2 separate regions of the Mus musculus genome follow, and region 1 is linked to region 2. Evidence: chromatin contacts called from public promoter capture Hi-C data. All regions are on one chromosome and are shown on one strand. Each heading gives the region's core, a stretch centred on a gene start, on an enhancer-like site or on the middle of the called end of the contact. The rest is flanking DNA. Distances are from core to core; before and after follow the strand shown.

Evidence for each region. Capture Hi-C pulls out chosen DNA fragments and counts their contacts.
Region 1: a contact with region 2 is called in a promoter capture Hi-C map of adipose tissue. The contact joins the promoter of Eno1 here to the promoter of Car6 in region 2. A contact is called at or near these places in 15 of 39 promoter capture datasets (3T3-L1-derived adipocytes, the C10 cell line, the HPC-7 cell line and 10 more), 2 of 15 datasets of contacts at CTCF or cohesin (embryonic stem cells and large pre-B cells), 88 of 484 Hi-C or Micro-C datasets (the AML12 cell line, the AtT-20 cell line, B cells and 67 more), 30 of 115 datasets of contacts at active chromatin or transcription factors (the 230-238 cell line, DN3 thymocytes, the HPC-7 cell line and 19 more) and 4 of 9 other capture datasets (adipose tissue, liver, macrophages and 1 more).

The regions. Positions count from the first base shown.
Region 1 is chr4:150,235,604-150,238,961 of GRCm38.p6, forward strand. Eno1 (enolase 1, alpha non-neuron) reads left to right here and starts at 1,594. Exons shown (of 12, transcript NM_023119.2): 1 at 1,594-1,737.
Region 2 is chr4:150,199,758-150,202,940 of GRCm38.p6, forward strand. Car6 (carbonic anhydrase 6) reads right to left here and starts at 1,378. Exons shown (of 8, transcript NM_009802.2): 1 at 1,280-1,378. The coding sequence starts at 1,352.

The DNA of each region.
Region 1 (3,358 bases), core at 344-2,843, 36 kb after region 2:
TTTGAGATGAGATCGGGTCCCTAGGCAGCTCAAGTTTGTCTCGATTTGATGGCTACTTTTTTTCTTTTGATTAGTATTACACATTGTGGTTGGGGATGGAGGTCAGAGGACAGCTTGATCAGGTGTGACTGACTGCAGGTGCCTTTGCCCCTGAGCCATCTCGTGGGTTCCAAGATAGGGTTTTGTTTGTCTGTCTTATTTTAAAATATTGTTTGGTTTTGGGTTTGTTTGTTTGGTTTTTTTTGGACAGGGTTTCTCCTTGTAACTTATCTGTTCAGGAACTAGCTCTGTAGATTAAAGGCTCACATTAGCACTGACTGGCTAGCTATCATCACTTTTATTTTTTCTCTTTTCTTCATTTCTTTCTTTTTCTCTTTTCTTTTCTTTTCTTTCTTTCTTTCTTTCTTTCTTTCTTTCTTTCTCTTTCTTTTTTTTTTTTTTTTGACAAGGTCTCATCACTATGCCCCATCTGAATTAGAATTCACTATGTAGACCAGGCAGGCCTTGAACTCAGAAATCCGCCTGCCTCTGCCTACCCACAGCTGTGGTTAAACACCAGCTTTATTTTCTTCATCAGAAGGGTGAAATGGCTCCACCCTGCGCTTCCGGACGTTTGTCACATCATTGTGGAATATTACTAGTCTAGACTTTTGAGAAATGCGTCGGGACGACTTGAGTATGAGTCTCAAGAACTGGTAGGTCAAGAACATCGAGGCCACAAGCAGGGGAAAGAAGTATTAGATCTTTAAACAAAGGAACATTAACATGGATGAAGAATAAATCCACACTGAGCTAGTACACCAGAGAAGTAAGGAAAGTTCTAAAGTAGGGTGGAGTGGCTGGGTGGGTGTAGCACAAAGGTACTGCCTTATTAGCGTGAGCTGGACAGTAGGATTCGGTACCCTCCACACAGTAACAAATGATTAGGTAATATTAAGGGAAAGGTCACTTTCCCTTGGCTACCTCGGCCTGAGACTCACTACAGCAAGGACAAAAGGACGGGGTCACCTTGGCAGATGGCACCAGAGAGCCAGGACCAGCGGCGAGGGCGCTCAGTGCGCAGGCGCAGTATCCATGCATTTCCCCCTCATCCCCCCCACCCCCACCCAATTCCACGCGGGAGTGAGGCCCTCTGGCCGCGCATCAACGTTTCCACACCGCCGGGGGCTCCAGAACCTCCCGGTGGGGGGTTGGCCGGCTGGAGGGCCGAGCCGCGAAGGTCATCAGCAAGGTCGTGGGCCGGACGTGTGGCGCCGCAGCCACGCCGAGTGCGTGTGAGACTCGGAGTACGTGCGGCGGGCTCAAGCCCTCATGCCCGCCGCGCAGCCCAGCCCCGCCCCGCCCCGCATCCGGGCTCCGTAGACCCTCGGCCGGGCCCCAGGTTCCCAGCCGGAGGCTCGCCAGGCATTCCAGCTATGCCCCAAGCAGGCTAGGCCCAGAAAGGCAGGACAACCCCCGCCCCCGTGCCCTCGCCCCTAGTCTGGGCAGGCCGAGCGGCCGCCTCGGTCACGCTCTTCTATTGGAGTGATGGCACGCTGAGCCAATGGGGAGGCGGCGCGGAGGGAGGGCGGGCCCGAAAGGGGAGAACTGGGCGGGGCTTAACGAGCAGGAAAGGAAGACAGAGTGGGAGGCGCTTAGTGCTGCTCCGGTACAGGGTCGCGCTCGCGTCTGTCCTTAAGGCTCTCCTCGGTGTCCACGGCACCCTCTTTCCTTGCTTTGCAGCGATCCTACTGCCAGGTATGGTCCTTGTCTCCACCGGGGTCAGCTCTCCTACTAGCTTCGCTTGGGGACCCGGTGGGCACGTGCACCCACTAGCCTGGGCGGGAGCCGCTATCCGGGGAGCACTCGGGTCAGCCTCGTGGAAGGACGCAGGCTCTTGGAGGGTGGAGGTGTGAGCCCCACCAGTGATCACCGAGTTTCAGGGTTGCAATGTAACCGGGTTCCCAAGCAGACAACAGCAAATGCAGACCACGGATGATCGCGGCCGTGGAGAATAGAAAAGTACTTTCTGTGTAGTTAAGTGGAAGGTTTCAGAGGGAGGGAGAGCAACTTAAACCCCCGATGCTCATTAAATCCTTTCTCAGAATGGAAGGGCCAGAAATAAGGATGCCCAAGAGGCAGAGCGCCACACCCTAGTAGATCCTGCTGGGGCTGTAGCTCCTGGACCGCAATCGAGCGTCACTGGGCGGGAGTGGTCCAGCCCATCTCTGCTGTGGAATATTCCTGACCTGTGAGTGTCGGTTAGGTACTAAGAGTAGAGGAAATTGCAGCAGTCCCGTTGGATAATTGGGAAGCCCTCAGGAGACCTCGACGCAATTAGGCAAGAGCTACAGGTTTCCTGGGTGGCTACTAGCCGGCCGTGAACTGACTTAAGATGCATTTAAGAAAACTTCCTGTTCGTTCTGGCCTAGGCAGTGTGGTTCCTTGGCTGACTCGCTTTCGGGATAGACCACAGCTAGTCTGCTGATTAGCCTGACCGATAGGTCCACTTTTCTGCCCTTGGTCTGGCGTTCAATCCAGATAAAGACAGAGTGGGTGAGATTTTCTTCCTTTGGTTAAATACGTTTGCTGCCTAGCCTAAAGATCCAAGCTAGATAAAAAGGGTGGAGGGAGGGATCAACTCCTACAAGTTGTAAGGTCTTTGCAGAGCAAAGTGTGGCACGTGGGTGCTCCTCCGCCCCCATAAAGGAACCAGCCATGGAGATGCACACATGAAAGTGTAGCGCTAGGGATGCTGAGGCTGGAGGATCACTGAGTTCTGGTCAGTCTGGCATTCATAGAATCGGGCGAGTAAGAGAGAAGACAAAAGAGTATGGTTGAGGAATAGTAAGGTTTTGTAACATGGTAGGTAAAAAGTAGATACTTTATTCTTGGTGAGTGTACAAAGATCCTTTGTCTTAGAGAAGACAAAACCACAGAAGTAACTTCTGTGGAAAAAAAAGCTGCCTTTGCTTCAGTGCTTGCCACAAAAGATGTGAGGAACCTAGTTAGATAATAATAGCCTCTGAATGCTGTATTGTCTTCATGTCTCATCCAGTTTAGCTACAGAATCTATTTGGTTTCTTTCTTGGAAAGCCTGCTGGGGAAGAAGTAAGAAAGGGACTTGCAGTTTGTTGCCAAATATCCTCTTCCTCTCAGGATGTTTTTCTAATTAAACATCTACTTTGAATACCTTTTAAAAGCGAGACAAGGTGCCCTTTTGAAATGTACTAACCAGAAGTCCTAGCTCTTGCCTAAATATGGCGGAGATTGAACCCAGGACCTCCCACGTGCTAGCCAGCATGGCCACCAGGCCAAGAATGGCAGGATCATTGACCACAGGCCAAGGAGTTTGGGGTTCTGGCCTCCTGCCTCACAC
Region 2 (3,183 bases), core at 128-2,627:
ATATGTAAAGCAGGCTGGCCTTGAACTCACAAGAGGTCTGGCTGCCCCTGTTCCCTGAGTATGGGATTAGAGAGTCACCATGCGCAGCTCCGTTCAGCGCTTTTTAGTTGTGGATCCTTGCAGGGTAGCTTTGAATGAGCACACAGCTTGTTCTAGTCACGGTGCTCGGGTTGGGGCCTCTTGGTTTGCAGTCAACAAAAAAGTTAATTATTTTCTCCCCACTGCTCAATAATTCAAACCAAGTTTCGAGCACAGCCCCTCCCTTGATCCAGCGCTTTGGGTCTGGGTCTCAAGGCTAGTGGGAAGGAGCCAGGTGCATAGCTCAACTGTAGAGCTTCCGTAGCACATACAAGGCCGGTCTCCAACCCTAGTGCTAGGGGAAAAGAGACAGAGAACCTCAGGCATTCACAAAAGTTACCCTGTTCTCCAGGCCCACTGGGGGGCCGTGAGAGGGAGACCTTCAGTATGGGAATCTACGAAACCATAAGGAAGATGGGGATTTGCCATACGAATCCTCCATCTCATGTCACCCCTGAAGCTCTGCCGGTCTGAAGACACTGAAAAGCCACCATGCTCCCAGGCAGGCGTGCGTTCCATCTCCCAACAGGTAACGTACGGAACTGCCCTCTGAACGGGATTATCTGAGCCTCCACAATGTCCCTGACTGTCACCTTCATCTAGGACTTATAGTCTGCTCTGGATGTGTGTCCTGTGTGAGAGGGAGTTGGTCCTATGTCCCTCTGGCCTCCTGCACCATCCAGCAGCCTACAGCCTCTCCAGGCACTATGACCCCCAACCCAGTTCTAGGAAGCTACAAGTGGGAAGATTCTCCTTGAGGAGTCTGACTGAGCATCTGAAGGTCAGGTCAGTGAGCTCTGGCAGAGGCAAGGTATCCTGGATGAGTTGTGAGCAGGCACATTCCTGAGGAGGAAGCGGTCTGTGATTTAGTAGTCTCTATGAGGCCTTGGTTGTCCTTTCTAGAAGCCATTTTGTCACATATTCTGATACCAATAACAACCTCACAGTGAGAAGTGGGTTCTCAAAGAAGCCAGTCCTGGATGGGGAAAGATTTTAAAGCTGCCAAGTAAAGCCAGGCAGAGGCAGGGAAACCCTGTCTCCTCTTCTCACTCATTGGGGTTTTAAGTCTATTTGTTGTTCATTCAGAGATAGCAAAACACATGTGAACCCACAAGGAGCAGGTGGACCCCGACAGAGGACCCACATGCAGTGCAGAGGGCTGCTTTGTCACTCTGTCCTGAAGTGCCAGGTGTTGGCTTACCTGAATAGCTCCAATCACTGTGGGCCTGGATGCCCAGGAAGAACAGGGACACCACGCTCACCAGGGCCCTCATGGCAGATGCTGTAGCCCTGAATGCAGGACAGGTTCTGGGCTGCACTTCTTTTAAATGCCCAGAAACTGTAAATAACAATTTACCAGGTCCAGCTGGCTGATCCGCCCTTGCTGCGCCCACTGAGCAATAACACCCTCCCCACAATGGCCCTTCTGACTTGGTGCCTGTGCACGTGCCTCACCTCCTCCCAGGGCATTACCATAGCCAATTAGCCCATGTCTGGTTGTTCAACATCTTTGGGAACTCAGTTCAGTGGCCACACAGTGCAGCCATTGTGGACCTTGGATGATGAGCGAGCTGGAGGGATTGAGAAGAGCCCGAGGCACAGCGCACCCGGAAGCAGGGGCTTCCAGGACAGTGGCCTTATGTCCTCTGCCCTTTCTCCTGGCTGCTGAGTGAAGTCACCAGGGTCTGAAAACCATGCCAGATTCCAGTTGGTATTTCCTGCCTGTCCCAGAGTGGACATAAGAACATCCCTGATGGCTCAAGGGTTGACCCCCATTCCCTGGCCAGCTAGGCAACTGGGAAGATAGTCTTATATCCTAGCTTTAGGCAAGAACAGGAGGAGCCCAGTTAGAGGCAGAGATAGGTTTATCCAGCCCTTGACCTTGGAGCCAGGCTTTTCTCTTTTTTTGAAGAGCAGCCAGTGCTCTTAACTTCTGAGCCATCTCTCCAGCCCTCAGCCTGCTTCCTTCCTTCCTTCCTTTCTTTCTTTCTTTCTTTCTTTCTTTCTTTCTTTCTTCCTTTCTTTCTTTCTTTCAAAAATTTATTTATTTTATGTATGTGAGTACACTGTAGTTGCACAGACTGTTGTGAACCTTCATGTGGTTGTTGGGAATTTTAGGACCTCTGCTAGCTCTGGTCGGCCCCACTTGCTTAGTCTCTGCTCGATCCAGCCCAAAGATTTATTTATTATTATAAATAAGTACACTATAGCTGACTTCAGACATACCAGAAGAGAGTGTAAGATCTCATTATCGGTGGTAGTGAGCCACCATGTGGTTGCTGGGATTTGAACTCAGGACCTTCAGAAGAGCAGTCAGTGCTCTTGCCTGCTGAGCCATCTTGCCAACATGGAGCTGGGCTTTTGAGCTACATCTGTACACATGCCTTGGAGACACTGAGGTAGAGGAGGTGTGGGTGCTCCTATGTTCCTGGGGATTTGTTCTGACAGCTACAGTGCACTTGGGAACACCAAGGCTGAGTCCAAAAGTTGCCTGATCCTTGTGCATCTATGTAGATAATGAAAGAGAAATTGGTATTATGCCTGCCTGATTAGCCAGCGTATCCCATGTCCTTCAGAGACGCAAAGGTGTAGGCAGGTGGGGCTCCTGGAGGGAGCTGGCCAGATGCAAAGAACTGATCTGCTCTGGCAGAGAATCGATCTGCTCTCTGGGATAGCAAAGTGGTAGCGTGTCGCTGTAGCAAGTGTATGTGAGGAGGTGGATTGCTCATATTTCAGAGGGCTCCCTGCAGCCATTTATTTCATCAGGGAACATCCATTACTGTGAAGACCCCACTGAAATCCTAAACCCGTGAAGCTCAAGAGCCCAAAGATTCGCAAAGGAACCAGGTACCCAACTACTCTGTGCCTCAGTTTCCCCCTCAGTTTCCAATAGGAGTTTGAGACAGCACACACACACACACACACACACACACACACACACACACAAGGAATTCAGCAGTAGCTTTATGTCCTCAGAGCAGCCTTGAAGCATGGTGGCTGGCATTATTTTTGAACTTCTCATTTTATGACAAGGGAGTGACTTACCGCTATCGCCCCAGTCTGAGGGAGCAGAGGTCACAAAGCACTTCCTCTTCAGCTCTCAGA